2 separate regions of the Danio rerio genome follow, and region 2 is linked to region 1. The links are chromatin contacts, called in public Hi-C maps. All regions are on one chromosome and are shown on one strand. The core of a region is the stretch at or near the end of the contact, and the rest is flanking DNA. Distances in the headings are between cores, read along the strand shown. Region 1 holds the start of agps (alkylglycerone phosphate synthase). Region 2 holds the start of hoxd10a (homeobox D10a).

What was found. A called contact is a pair of places that touch in the nucleus more often than the background predicts.
Region 2: a Hi-C map of an unstated tissue shows a contact between it and region 1, with 3 times the contacts expected there. The contact joins the promoter of hoxd10a here to the promoter of agps in region 1. A contact is called at or near these places in 2 of 18 Hi-C or Micro-C datasets (caudal fin and an unstated tissue) and 1 of 4 datasets of contacts at active chromatin or transcription factors (embryo).

Annotation. Positions count from the first base shown.
Region 1 is chr9:1,630,301-1,633,152 of GRCz12tu, reverse strand. agps (alkylglycerone phosphate synthase) reads left to right here and starts at 1,499. Exons shown (of 20, transcript NM_200113.1): 1 at 1,499-1,752. The coding sequence starts at 1,580.
Region 2 is chr9:1,966,130-1,968,981 of GRCz12tu, reverse strand. It overlaps hoxd10a (homeobox D10a), which reads left to right and starts at 1,401. Exons shown (of 2, transcript NM_131166.2): 1 at 1,401-2,238. The coding sequence starts at 1,515.

The DNA.
Region 1 (2,852 bases), core at 250-2,749:
GTGTGTGTGTGTGTGTGTGTGTGTGTGTGTGTGTGTGTGTGTGTGTGTGTGTGTGTAAAATACCGCATCCTGAAGTATGCAAGGTGCAAAGAATGCATATGGGAAATAAAAGAGGTTTTACTGAAGTGTATTAAAGCACACATGTGACTGATTAATTAACACATAAACAGTGAAACTGCTCACTTAAAGGGCCAGTTCACACATTCAGGTGAAAAACATTTAATCCACAAATGTCTGATTACGCAAAGAGCATGTTTTAGGTAATCAAGCAACTCACTTTACCTCAGTATTAATGTGTTTTTAAAATGATAATTCAGTTCATGATTTGTTATGACAGAGTGCCAAGTAAAAGTTGTGAACTCCTTGCAGAATCTGTGAAAATGTGAATAATTATAACAAAATGCATGATTTTATTTATTTAGTACTGACCTGGGTATATGCATAATATAGAATATTATTAAATATAGTTCCCAAAATACAAACATAGCTGACATGATTCAGATAACACTGTGCAAAAGCGATGACACTTTTCTTTGGTTTGTGATGTTTTTATGAGTCTGTTGTTTGTTATGAACAGCTAAACTCCAGAAGAGTCATCAATGTCCTGTAGATTCATATATACATCAAACTGTAAACATCTTTTACGTGAATTATCTTACAGTACTAAATAAATAAATTAAAATTAATGTGTTGAAAATTATTAGCATGCATTTGGTATGAACTCTCTCTTGTTTTGTTAAAATGATTCAAAATGCATTAAGAACAGGGGGTGAAAACTTTTACACGGATAGATGATGGGTGTATGCATGGATGGATGGATGGGCGGGTCGGTGGGTGGGTGGATGGAGCTAGGCAAATAGACAGACAGACAGATGGGTGGATGGATAGGTGGATGGATGGATGGCGCAAGGCAGAGAGACAGATAGACAGATAGATAGATAGATAGATAGATAGATAGATAGATAGATAGATAGATAGATAGATAGATAGATAGATAGATAGATAGATAGATAGATGGATGGATGGATGGATGGATGGATGGATGGATGGATGGATGGATGGATGGATGGATGGATGGATGGATGGAGCAAGGCAGAGAGACAGACAGATAGATAGATAGATAGATAGATAGATAGATAGATAGATAGATAGATAGATAGATAGATAGATAGATGATAGATAGATAGATAGATAGATAGATAGATAGATAGATAGATAGATAGATAGATGAACCTATGACATACAGATAGATCGGAGAATCTATCGGATATGAAAATACAGTACAGTACAGGCAGCTCGACGAAGACAATAATAACAGGGAAACAAAGTATTAGCCCGTTTGCAAACATTGCTCTAATGTCATACTTGAGATGTAAATATATTTTCAGATTTGTGCCAGATTTTGTAGTCTTTCCTCCTCTTCCCTCTTCCAGCCAGTGAGCAGAGAGATGTATCAGAGCGGGCGGGTCTGGAGCTGGAGGCGGGGTGCGCTGCGGTGCATGCCGGGACGCGGTTGCTCATCTCCGCCTTCAGCCTCCATCAGCCGCCGCTGACCTCTGACAGCAAACACGGAAGCAGCATGGCGTCCAACGGCAGCAGCAGCAGCAGCAGATCACAGCACAGGCTGAGGATCATCGCCGGACACTTGCAGAAGCGCACAGAAGATCAACACACCAGTCTCTCCGCGCAAAACTGCAGAGCCGAGTCTCCCGGATCCAGCCCGAGCCGCCAGACACCGGTGCCCAGGAGGAGGTGCGTGTGTGCGGGGCTCAGTCCCCGGTGCCGCTCGCCTTAAAAACATGCATTATACACACAAACAAACAGCGCGTTTTATTGGAGTAAAGCGGTTACACTGTATCTCTGTGTGTGAGAGAGTGTGTATGTGTGAGTGTGTGTGTGTTTGAGGTCCAAACAAAGTGTTCATTCATCCTGGAGGAGGGCGCGGTGTCTGTGCACTGATGGACACTCATTTCTGGACATATTTCACAATTCCGATATATCGCGATAATAAACACACAATATCGTGAAAGTCCATAAGTTGTTGTTTATATAGAGTAAATAACTTGAAAACTCTGATAATATAGGCTATGCTGATATATTTCAATGCTATCGCATGCCAGTTCCTCACTTTTTTATTTAGTGGCTAATTTTACGATTAGCTAATTCACCACTGGCAATGCTTCCATTCAAAAATGCTAATTAAATTAATGCGCAAATCAGGAATATCGCATAAAACATGTGCAAATAAAGCAGCGTTTTCAAAGTCAAAGACAACAAAATCATCACTTTCTGATTAACTTGCGGCAAATATCAACAGTAAAAATAAAAATTTACTGCAGTAGGATGAGCTGTGTCAATCTTTTCGTTATTTAATAAATTACTTACGCCTCAGAACACAATGCTGACACTTGTATTTATTCTTCTGCGTGCTGTTTGTGTTGCTGTAACACTTCTGAAACACTAGCTAGCAGCAGGTTTGTGTTTCTTGGCGGGTGTTTTGTTTATTCTGAATGCTACTAGTAGCTAAAACTCGCTCATTCAGAGGCGGAAACTAGCAGACGTGCAACAGCTTTAATCATAAGCTAAACACTAAACAAAAGTTTCCATCTGGGGCCTGTTTCAGTAAGGAGGTTCAATCACCTCAGAGTTTAAACTTGAACCCATTTCTGTAAGGAGGTTAAGTGACAACTCTGAGTATTTTAACCCTGAAATGAGAGAAACTATAGGTTTTCCATTTCAAAATGGAAGAAAGCAGGGTAAGTCAAGCCTGTTTCTGAAAGAGAGGTAACTTTAATGCCTGGTTTATAATTCTGCGTCAAGTGACCGGCGTAACCCACAGCGCATGCATCGCA
Region 2 (2,852 bases), core at 152-2,651, 340 kb before region 1:
TGAGTGTTAATGTCTGCTTTTTTAGACGTCGGTCCTATTCAGTTATTGTGCAATTTTATTTACTTACTGTATTTATTTAGTTTTTCTAAATTTATTTACATTACTGTTAGAAAAACTAATGATTTAGCGCGCATATGCGTTCGTCTTTTGTCTATATTAATCTATGCGTCATTGTGTATTTGCCTAAAATCACGATAAGATCTCCATATAAACGCATTCCTTGCACTGTAAACCTAATTTAATATCTTAGTATTTTATGTTGAAAATACAATGTTACTAGTTTATAACATTAGATTATACATCTGTAACAATTAATCTAATTCAACTGCATTTATAAATCAATGTGCATTTTCAATGAATCCAATATTTAAATCAAGATTATTTGGTAGCATTTGTAAAATGCTGCTAATGCATTTGCATATCAAAGTGAGCAAATATTAGTATACATGTTTCTGGCTTTTATTTTTTTTAAACGGCAACAATGTGTTACTGCTTAAGATGTGCGTACTTTTAAAGTCTGCAACCTGTAAATGCTCTAATTTTTAATAAGACAAAATTATTTTGAAAATGAATGCTCATTTTTAAAATATGAAACAGCAAATTTAGCATCACACAACATTCAGTTAATTTTAACATTTGAATTGGATTGTAGTTTTTGCTATTTAAGAAACTAACACCGCATTATTATAATGTACTGGGAACATGATACAATTTACTAACCCGCTAACAATTATAATTAAAGAAGTACACGCTTTAATCCCTTGGTTTTAATTTAGAAAACAAAAGCAAACAACAAACAAGTTATTACATGAATTATTACAAAGAATTACATTCGCTTCGTGTCTGGAAAAAAAAATGTGTAACTAGAGAACAAGCAACATTATTTGTGTCGATTAACACGTAGTTATAAAAGCCAAGGAAGAAAGGCTGAATAACAGTTGTGCTTTTCACCCTCAATCCAGATTGCGACAGCGGTGTTTAGGCCGACGCCCGCAGGCTCATTTCATTCTGCATTGTCCTCTGCATTTTGCCTAAAGAAACAGTGAACTATGAGAAAATTATTCTGCAGTACGCTCATGCGTTTCCTATCTTGACCTTGAATTTTAATTCGAAAGAGACCTTGATAGCTTCAAACGCCGTGATTTGTTTTCCTTGTTCGTACTCTTTGTTCACCATGCAGCCGGCCAATATATGAGTCCAGTTCTTTTGTCTTAATTGTGTCCTGAAAATGGATTTAGCAACGCTATTTCGACCGTCTTGAAATCAATTTCAAGTCCTTGTTCTAGGTGTCGCTGTTGACCACGTCTGAAACTTCAAATCATGTGTCAATCCGCCCACGTGACGGGGAAGAGCCTGCGTCTCAAGGCCATTTTCAAATTTCATTGGTGAGAGTGTCATGTGGTTGCAGAGAGACTCGCTGGGTTATACAGGGATTGTTTTGCTAGATATGTCAGCTTACAGAGGACACTTCTCTGCTTCTTAAAACAAAAAAAGAAAACAAAAAAAAATCCAAAATGTCCTTTCCCAACAGCTCTCCTGCAGCAAACACTTTTTTGGTAGATTCCTTGATTGGGGCGTGCAGAACAGATTTTTATTCCAGCAGTAACATGTACATGCCAGCAGCCACTGCAGAAATGGGAACCTATGGAATGCAAACCTGTGGACTCCTGCCGGCTCTTGGCAAACGGGGGGAAGTAAACCACCAAAACATGGACATGACCGTCCACTCGTACATACCTCAAACTGATACCTGGGCAGATCCGAGCAGGTCCTGCCGATTAGAGCAACCGCTCAACCAGATGTCCACCTGCACATTTTCACAAAGCATAAAAGAAGAGACTAACTGTTGTATGTACTCCGACAAGAGAGCAAAGGTCAGTTCGTCTGAGATACCCGCGTACTCCAGCCTGATTCCCGAATCATGTTCTGTTGATAGTCCTGAGATTCCGGTCCCTGGCTATTTTAGACTGAGCCAAACTTACGCGACGGCGAAAAACCCGGACTATGACAACGAGACGATGAGCCCAAACACCACGTTAATGCAGCTGAACAGGGCGACTCCAAAGGCACAGTCAACGCCCTTTGTCGAGGTGGAAAAAAAGCTTGCGCACGATCGGGACACAAGGAGCTCTTCCCCGGCGCAGAGTCCAGAGCCCAAAGTCAGCACGCTGGAGGAGAAGAATTGCTCAACTGAGGCGTCTGTTTCCAGCCCCGAATTGCCACACAGAGAAGGCAAAGGTGGGTACAATAAACGGATTAATCGCGTCTTGGTGTAATGCGAACGCTCTAGCATCATAAAACCCAATATAAAACACAAACAACCCGAAAGTCGTAATGTTTAATGGGAGTCTTACTCAGGTTGCAGTAAAAGCCTTAACAGGAAACGGCGCTGCGAGGGCGCGTTAACATCAAATACCTTTTGTTGCAAGTGACTTGACATTCTTCCTTGGCCAATATAAGCACAGCCTCGGTGGAAAGTATTTGTGACTTCGTCCATTCAGCACGGAAATTAACGTTCTGTTTAATATATAGTAATCATCAGTTGCCATTCATTTGATACCGAGGTAAAGCTCGGGTTGTGGACGAGCAGAATATAAATATGAAAACCTCATACCTATAAAGTGAATTGATTATAACCTGGTTTTACTGGATAGTTTGGGATTTAGCTTATAAAAACAACACAAGCTCATGTGTTACATAATACAATGATGAAACATTAACATTTATTTAGTTAACGCTTTATTACTTAACTTCAGTGGGAATAATTGTGTGATGAAAGAACAAGCGAGGCCACATTGGGCATATGCGTATAACGCAGTGCGTTAACATGTGCATGCTAAAATATGATATCT